Linked DNA regions of Zea mays: region 2 is linked to region 1. The links are chromatin contacts, called in public Hi-C maps. All regions are on one chromosome and are shown on one strand. Each heading gives the region's core, a stretch centred on a gene start, on an enhancer-like site or on the middle of the called end of the contact. The rest is flanking DNA. Distances are from core to core; before and after follow the strand shown.

Evidence for each region. Hi-C and Micro-C count contacts between places; a contact is called where the count stands out from the background.
Region 2: a Hi-C map of ear shows a contact between it and region 1, with 2.0 times the contacts expected there. The contact joins the promoter of LOC100276857 here to the promoter of LOC103626044 in region 1. A contact is called at or near these places in 2 of 25 Hi-C or Micro-C datasets (ear and tassel).

The regions. Positions count from the first base shown.
Region 1 is chr5:17,815,277-17,819,914 of Zm-B73-REFERENCE-NAM-5.0, forward strand. It overlaps LOC103626044 (probable glutathione S-transferase MSR-1), which reads left to right and starts at 1,992. Exons shown (of 2, transcript XM_008646424.1): 1 at 1,992-2,652; 2 at 2,753-3,109. The coding sequence starts at 2,329. The coding sequence ends at 3,109. LOC100304117 (translation initiation factor eIF-2B delta subunit) reads left to right here. Exons shown (of 7, transcript NM_001165599.1): 7 at 200-555. The coding sequence ends at 262. It also overlaps the pseudogene LOC111589514.
Region 2 is chr5:17,951,485-17,956,122 of Zm-B73-REFERENCE-NAM-5.0, forward strand. LOC100276857 (U3 snoRNP-associated protein-like EMB2271) reads left to right here and starts at 2,162. Exons shown (of 7, transcript NM_001150561.2): 1 at 2,162-2,725; 2 at 4,271-4,607. The coding sequence starts at 2,307.

The DNA.
Region 1 (4,638 bases), core at 742-3,241:
GTTTGTTTCCTTAAAAATCTGATATTTGTCATCACATTAATTTGACCTTGTAATCTATTTATTCTTATATTGTCCTGAACTTGTTGGCTTCTGCGGTTATACATGGATGGCTAGTTTATTCCAAATTTGTTTAGGGTTTATAGATAGATGACATGTGTGCCATTTGATCAGTATTTGATTGTGTTGTTTCCTGTTGCAGCTTCCGCCAACTAGTGTACCGGTCATTGTGAGAGAGTACCGCAAGGAGCAACTATGGATATGACTCACTGCCCTACTGGCGTATGGTAGCATTTTTGGTGACCTTTGCCTGAGTGCAACATGATAAATGATTGCACTGCTGGCCTGAGTTTTTTTTTTTGTCTGTCCTTGTTGCCTTTTTACCAAAAGACGGTCCGTCGTGTTTTGCGATCACCTGTATAACTTGCAACTCTGAATGGTGCACTCGTGTGCCCTCGGACATCGTTGAGTCGATGGATCAGTGATGAGTACCATCCTTGGGCTCTAAATATTTCAATGGAATGCCACCTCCAACCACAGAGAAGGTTGAATATTTGATATGGTTTTTGATACTCTACGTTGAACGCTAATTTTTACTGTAGTACCCACATTTGGCAGTTTGTACAAGCATTAGTTACCAATTTACCGACCAATGTTCGTGTAGGCTGTGCCATTCGGGGAATTTGCTTTGGATCTTTCATTGACCGGTGCAGTACGTGCTCAAACAACAACACAGGGTTCTCACTCCTGATGGCAGGCAGCTTTCATTAGGCCAGGCCAGGGATCGACTGAAAATATGATTCCGGACGTTGTGAGTGTTCTGCTCTCCGAGTTGACCGACACCACCATGGCCACGTATCACAAGTGTAGTGAAGCACGCCACAGTTGTTTTAGATCTGGTTGTAAGCAAGGAGTAGGAATCCCATGTTCATGCCTTCAACAACAGGCCTCACAACCCTTTCATTCCAGTTCCAACTCCCATACCAGTAAATGAGTTCTCTGCAATACGGGTATCCAAAACTCTAAGGTCTCCAAACATCTAAGCTAAAACCAACATCTACACCAGACACGCGCACTGTTGGATCTCGTTTCATCTCTTCTATGAAGGTCACACAAAGAGCTTCAAACAGAAGACCTCATGACTGAAAATAAATTAATTAAGGTTCGGAATTTGCAAACATTTGGATTGAAGGAAAACTATACTACGGCATTTTTTTTGTTATCGTAGACCTCGATGGGTAATAAGATAACTAAAGTGATACTGGTATAATGCTCGTGCGCTGCGATGACACAATCATATTTGATAATTATATATTTAATATAAAAAAGAATTTATGGTCCATATATAAGATATTAAACCGAAAATAACAAATATTATACTCTATCTTAGCCAAGAGGCCGAGAAAGTTATGAGTTGGAAAAAAATCTGACCGCGCTTTTTATAGCTTGCTTGGTTGCCCATACCCATTCAGCTAGTGAGGTGATACATACTACGTGGAAGCGGTGTGTTGCGTTTGGCTTCTTGTCGTGTTTGGCTTAACTGGTTTATTATAGTCTATCTATGGTGTAACAGCTTATTAGATCCATGGTTAGACGAAAAGCGGAGAGGGTGTCAGACCTACGTAAGCACGTGACGCACGATTAACCTTGGAATTCACAACACGATATTATATGTCATTGACAAGAATCATAGCAAGACTACCGCAGCTTTGCAGAACTTGTATTTTAATTTGGATTTTTAAGCTGTGCTTTACCTCTCCGTCACACTGACATCCGGCGCCCGGCCAGCCTAGGAACATCCGGCGTCCTACGTCCACAAGGAAGATGCATGGACGGACGTTGAAGACGTCTCGAACTCTTCGCAGCGCCGCTGCCGGGAGCCGCACGAAGCTGCATAGCCTGACATTTTTTTTACCGGCATGCAAAGAAGCAAATTAAATAGAGAGAGCTAGGACATGCTCACATGCAGAAACGAACAATTTATTAGCGACGAAACAATCGAAGACATGCATGCATCGTTCGATGCATTATTATTGGTGCGGTCGTCCGGTCGATGATGACCTATCAGCATATGCTGTTGATTTCCATCAGCAAGAAAAATGGCAGCACCTCCGGCCCGTCCAAAGAGCACCTCGTCCTCGTAGCTCAACATCTAGCAGATTGCCATATGCATCATCTGCTCTGCTAGCTATATATATAGACATGGAGTGGAATCAAGAAGCCATTGGCAATGCAAGCTCCAGTCATCAGCTAGCGATCGAGCGTCCCGGCCCCATCGTCTGCTGATAATAAAGCACAAGCAGCTTCCAAGGGATCGGACTATCGGAGGCAATGGAGGGAGGCGTGGTGCTGCTCAACTGCTCCGTGAGCCCCTTCGGCAACCGCGTGCGCATCGCGCTGAAGCTCAAGGGCGTGGTGTACGAGGAGAAGGCCGAGAACCTGGCGGCCAAGAGCCCGCTGCTGCTGTCCTCCAACCCCGTCCACGCCAAGGTCCCCGTCCTCATCGTCGGGGGCAAGCCCGTGTGCGAGTCCCTCGTCATCCTCGAATTCATCGACGACGCCTTCTCTTCTACCGCCGGCGAGCTGCGGCTCCTCCCCGCCGACCCCTACGCACGCGCCCACGCCCGTTTCTGGGCCTCTTACGTCGACACCAAGGTGGTCGCGCGCGTCCATCCATCCTAAGATGGTCTATCGTCGAGATCAATATACCTATCTAGTCTAGGCTTCTAATAATCTAGCTTTAATTAATCTGCAGCTCAACGATTGCGCGATGCGCGTGTGGCGGCAGCCCAAGGGCGCGGCGGCGGCGGTGGAGGCGGCGGCGAAGGACACGGTGGCCGCGCTCAAGACGCTGGAGGCCGAGCTGGGCGGGAAGCCGTACTTCGGCGGGGACGCCCTCGGCTACATTGACGTCGCGCTGGTGCCCTTCGCGCCGTGGTTCCTGACCTACGAGCGGTTTGGCGGCTTCGGCGTCGCCGCCGAGTGCCCGGCGCTGGCGGCGTGGGCAGAGCGCTGCGTCCGGGAGAACCAGTGCGTGGCCGAGTCGCTGCCGGAGGCCGAGCACGTGTTCCAGTTCGTGTGCGGCATGAGGAAGGCGTTCGGCCTCGACTAGCAGCTGCTGGCGCCCGGCCGGCAGTCCGGCATGTACGCGCACGTCCGCGCCCGCGCGATTTTGGTGCACCATCGTGCACACGAACGCACGTTGATCCATGCATGATTCCGTGTGCATCGTCTCGTCGCAGCGAACTTGTCATTGCTTGGCTATTGTTACGCATGTTGTTTACGCACACACTCGTGTTTTAGATATTTATGTTTCCTTCTCATTTCGTCGCGGCCGTTTGGTAAACCTTTAATTTGTAGTTGCAATTTCCTTTTTTTCCCCGAAGAAACCGATGGTGCTAATAAAATAAATGTATTTTTAAGCAAAGTGCCAGTAATTATTTCTGTGTTATTCATGAGCAGAAGTTTATGTTGGTGCACTACCGAAATATGGCTCTTTGCCAAGTACTTTTTATCGGACACTCGGCAAAGCAGTCTTTGCCGAGTGTCGCACTCGGCAAAGTCGTACTCTTGGTAACGACCATGTTTACCGTGAGTAGGACACTTGGCACAGGGAAACACTCAGCAAAAAAAAGTTTGTCGTGTGCCAAACTCTTGGCGAACCTAGACTCTCGGCAAAGGTCCGTCAGCAGCCGTCTATAGCTGACGACAATTACCTTTGCCGAGCGCCAGACTTTAGCACTCGGCAAAAGAATTCTCTTTGTCGAGTGTCATCTAGTACACTCGCCAAAGGCGCCGTTTCCGTCATCACTCGACGTGACGACACCTTTTCTTTGTCGAGTATCTGGCGACACTCGGTAAAAGACTTTGTCGAGTGCCCGATAATAAGTACTCGGCAAAGAAGCTGTTGGCGATATACAGTTCGCCGAGCTCTCTTTGCCGAGTGTCTGAAACACTCGACAACTTCGCCGAGTGCTTCAGACACTCGGCAAAGAGCCCGATTCCGGTAGTGGTGGCAACTGTTACTACCTAATGTGTTTCATGGGACAAAGGTGGGACCCAGATGGTTGTAATACTGTGGTATTCTGGTCCGAGTGGGCTATGATATATTGGGCTAGGTTTTATAGGATTGACGGCGTATCCATACAAACATGGTTCGCCTTTCTTTTTGGAAACCTGGTTCGAAAGAATCTCAAAGTTAAGTGTGCTCAACTTGGAGAAATCTTGGATGGGTGAGGAAGTTATTACTGGAAGGAAAATCATAGTCACAGGAGTCTGTATGACTGAAATATTGGTCTGACAGGTTTTAGGTGAGCTGAACAACATGATGGATGAGCAGTTGAGTATTTGGGCGATCGGATGAATGATTAATAGCAACGATGAATAGTAGGATGAACGATCCGATGAACGATGAATAATGACTATGAACCATCTGATGAACGGTGAATAATCTGTATTAACGAACGATGAATATTTTGTATGAACGAACGATAAACAATAAATAGTGACTATGAATGATCCGATGAACGGTGAAAGTTCGTATGAACGAACGATGAACGATGAATAGGGATTATGAATGAACGATCGAATGATCGAATGAACGAACGATTAGAATTTTGATAGCATAACGACTGAACAAAG
Region 2 (4,638 bases), core at 912-3,411, 140 kb after region 1:
CATAAACCAACATGAGTCTTTTGTGTGCACTGTGTCCTCACTCGTACGCACCCGGGAAAACTTCTCGGTCGGTCACCCATCCTAAGATTGCGCTAGGCCAAGCACGCTTAACCCTAAGGTTCTTTCGAGGCAGGCTTCTAAAAAAGAAGATGCATGTTGTTTGTATGAGTACTCTATTAATTCTATTAAGCATTGGACTAAAATATCACAATCCACCCCCTTAGAAAATCGACATCCTCATCGATCAACCCCAAGCCAGGAACCTCCCCCTCTTGGCCACGTCTGTGTGTTCAGTGTCGTCATATGTCATGCCATGTGACCACTCTAGGTCCACATACGTCATGCGCCATATGCTCGAACCCCTAGCCCACACACGCCCGTGAAACCATGAGGATCGACTCTTATACCATTTGTAACACCCCGTCCACTCCCGGACCGGTGATACTTACTCCTGACAGCCATCTAGGATCATAGACCATCCCCACAAACCAATATGAGTCTTTTGTGTGCACTTTGTCCTCACTCGTGCGCACGAGAAAACTTCCCCGTCGGTTACCCATACCAAGATTGCTCTAGGCAAATCACGCTTAACCCCTAGAAAGTACCGCATCCTAGGACCTACCCTCTCGTCATCGAGCTCATCGTGGACTCGAAGCGCCTCTACAAAGCGTTCATGGACGAAGGAAGCAGTCTCAACATTATATATATTGAGACATTTGACACCCTGGGAATTGCGAGCTGTTACCCAGCCCCGCACCATTCCATGGCGTCATACCAGGGCACCAAGCCTACCCCTCGAGCAGATCACCCTACCCGTCACGTTTGGCGATGTAACGCCCCGTCCATTCTCGGACCGACAGTACTTACTCCTGACAACCCTCTAGGATCATAGACCATCCCCACAGACCAACATGAGTCTTTTATGTGCACTGTGTCCTCACTCGTACGCACCCGGGAAAACTTCCCGGTCGGTCACCCATCCCAAGATTGCGCTAGGCCAAGCACGCTTAACCCCGAGGTTCTTTCGAGGCAGGCTTCTGAAAAAGAAGATGCATGTTGTTTGTATGAGTACTCTATTAATTCTATTAAGCCTTGGACTAGAATATCACAATCCACCCCCTTAGAAAATCGACATCCTCATCGATCAACCCCAAGCCAGGAACCTCCCCCTCTTGGCCGTGTGTTCAGTGTTGTCATATGTCATGCCATGTGACCACTCTGGGTCCACATACGTCATGCGCCATATGCCCGAACCCCTAGCCCACACACACCCGTGAAAACCATGAGGATCGGCTCTTATACCATTTGTAACACCCCGTCCACTCCCGGACCGGCGATACTTACTCCTGACAGCCATCTAGGGTCATAGACCATCCCCACAAACCAATATGAGCTTTTTGTGTGCACTTTGTCCTCACTCGTGCGCACGGGAAAACTTCCCCGTCGGTTACCCATACCAAGATTGCTCTAGGCAAATCACGTTTAACCCCTATGTTCTTTCGAGACAGACTCCAAAAAAGAAGACGCATTTTGTTTTGTATGAGTAATCTATTAATTATATTAAGCCTTGAAATAGGATATCACCATCCACTGGAACCAGGATATCACAGGCGATCCCTTGAATTTGTGCACAGAGCGACGTTCGAGGTGGACTTCCTGGGATCCTATAATCCATCCTCGAAAGGCCATGCTACACTAACTTCATGACCATACTGAACTACACCTATCTAAAGCTTGCATCATTTCACAACTAGGAGGAAGGCCGGGGTGTAACTATTAAGAGGGACTAATAAATATAGATCAAGGTCCTATTTGAGACTGCTTCAACTTCATAAAATTTGATGAAGTTGATAAAATAGATTATTGGAAGCTTTAAAAATCGTAAAGTTGAAGTTGCAAGATTTTAGAAGACATTTAATAAATCACTTTGTTTTTTATTTAAATTTAAAATATTTTTTTGAAACCTTTATAATATACACCACATCATCTCGACGTTAAAGCTGGAACCAGATCAGTGCCAAACATCTCGAAATATAAGAGAAATTCGACCCAATATACATTCAGGGAGAAGCTCGGCCCAGACTGTATTCAACCCATCTGGCCCAAACGTCAGGCTTGCCGCTGCCGATCGGTTAAGCCCTCGTCCGGCCGTCCCCAACTCCAACTCCTGTTAAACCCTCGCCTTTCCGCCGCCCGTCGCTTCCCCCAAACTATCGTGTTCACCACCGACGGCGGCGGCGAAACACCTTGTCGCCCTCTACCGAAATCCCAGCCCAAGCGTGAGCGCCCGCTCCCCACCAGTCACCATGGCGCCGCGCTCCCGCAAGCGGGCTTCGCGCCCCAAGCCCCGCCCAGGCTCCCGACGTGGTGGCGGCGGAGGGGACGACGACCCCTTCTTCGAGTCCGCGCCCAAGCGCCGCCGCGGGGACCGTGACGAGGACATAGAGAGCGAGGACAGCGACGACGACGGCGTGGCTGCGCTTGGCCGCGGATTTGATGAGGATGGGGACGAGGGCGGTAAGGAGGATGAGGACGAGGAAACGGTGGGGGAGAAGAAGATGCGGATAGCGAAGGAGTGGCTGAAGAAGGTCACTGAAGTCGCTAAGAGGGGGCAGGAGGATGACGATGAGGATGAGAACGTGTCGGGAGGGAGACGGGTGGCGGAGATCCTGCAGAGAAAGCAGCTCGAGGAGAGCGGCAGGAAGCGGCGGGAGATTGCCGCGAGGTCAGAAACAAATTTTCCTCGAGTTATCTCCAGAATGGTAGTTTGTCAGATGTACTGTTTATGAAGTGACACGAGTTTAGTATATTTACCTGCTTCACGATCATAAATAGCTCATTTGTGGTTTGCAAGTAACCAGTTAATCACAGCTCGTAATTTCACAAATGGAGGAGCAGAACCTCCATTCTGTAACTCATTTGGGGTTTGCAAGTAACCACAATTTGTAATTTCACAATTGGAGGAATATAACCTCTTTTGGTTTAGGGTAGTGATTGTAGTGGAGATTGCTCTTTAGCTACTGGTTAATCCACCTTGAAGCAAATTACATTGCAACCCTGGCCACTGGGTTTGGGAGAGGGGGGGGGGGGGGTGCAAATCAGCGATAACAATAGGAACATCATTTGTGGCCCAGGGATTAATTAAAAGAAAGTGCTGGTCACTGATTTTGGATTGTGTATGCTATATTAAACATAAAGTGGCACTGCTGTATTAATTTTACACAACTCCTGTACATCAGGCGCCTGAGATTTGTGAAATTTCAGGTAATGGCACCTCATGACAGCAATGAGCGGTGGTTGGAAGGGGTTAGGGTTTTGGCAGGCTACTGGGTGATCTAGCCTTAGAAAGAAGCAGAAACTTGTTGGAGGCAGTTTGACCGGTGAAGCAAAGTGCCGTCAACAGCGGGCGGTGGACCTTGAGAGTTGTTAATATGGAGTTTTGAGAGTTGTTAATATGGAGTGGGAATGCTGTGGCCATGTTCTGAGGAGTGGGTGGGGGGGGGGGGCACTCACAAGTCACAGTTGAGCGAAGCAGGAAAACACTTCATTTCATGTTTGATTCAAATCAGACAGTTCATACACATCCCCTAACGAGTGAAAAAGTAGGTGCCTGTATTATAGCAGGTCCATGGTAATGGTTATAGAGTTATAGAACAAGTGATAGCTTCAATACTTTGAGGTACTGAAATTTACCAAGAAACCATAGAGTAATAACCTCATTTCCCACCTAGATGCTAGTGTTTTGCACTACGTGTTCGTTTTTAATGCTTGAAAGTGGCCTTAAATATTTTTTTATTTAAAGATGAGAAATTTAGTTGACATTAATCTATTTACATGATGAGGAACTAAGGGTTCATTTCCACCCCTTTCTTTAGCGTTGTTGGTTGCATTGAATGATTGAATCATATTTTAGTACAGGTGGGATCTGTTTCGCTAGTGTACATAACTCTGTTGAAACTTGAAACATGGCCGAAGGGATACTACATTTTGACTTCTTGGAGAATATGATTCATATATTGAAGTGGAAGGTGCTGAAGCTAACAGTATTGAATCAATACTGAGATGGAATATGTTTATGGTCTCTAGTATCATAGCAATGATGGTGTCCTAATTGAACCCATTATGCATTCTGTAATCTTTACTGAACAGCCTTATTAAAAGAATCCCATGTGTATTTAAGTTCAACATTGAAATTCTATGTGTACAGATGACCATGAAAACTTTGTGTCTGGACTAGTGCGAATTACTAAACTGTGTGAAATTGTTGCAGGGTATTACCACCAGGCCCTCAGGATGGCTTTAAGGTTCTTGTGAAGCACCGGCAACCTGTTACTGCTGTTGCTTTATCCAAGGATAGTGATAAGGGGTTTTCAGGATCAAAAGATGGAATCATTATGCATTGGGATGTTGAAACTGGGAAATGTGAGAAGTATATATGGCCAAGTGAAGATGTGTTGGTTTCACATCACGCTAAACCGCCAGTATCAGCTAAAAGAAGCAAGCAAGTGCTGGCTTTAGCTGCCAGTTCTGATGGTCGTTACTTGGCGAGCGGTGGCTTGGACCGTCACATTCATTTATGGGATATTAGGTCACAGGAGCACATACAGGTATCATATCAATTCAGGAGTTGTACTTTGC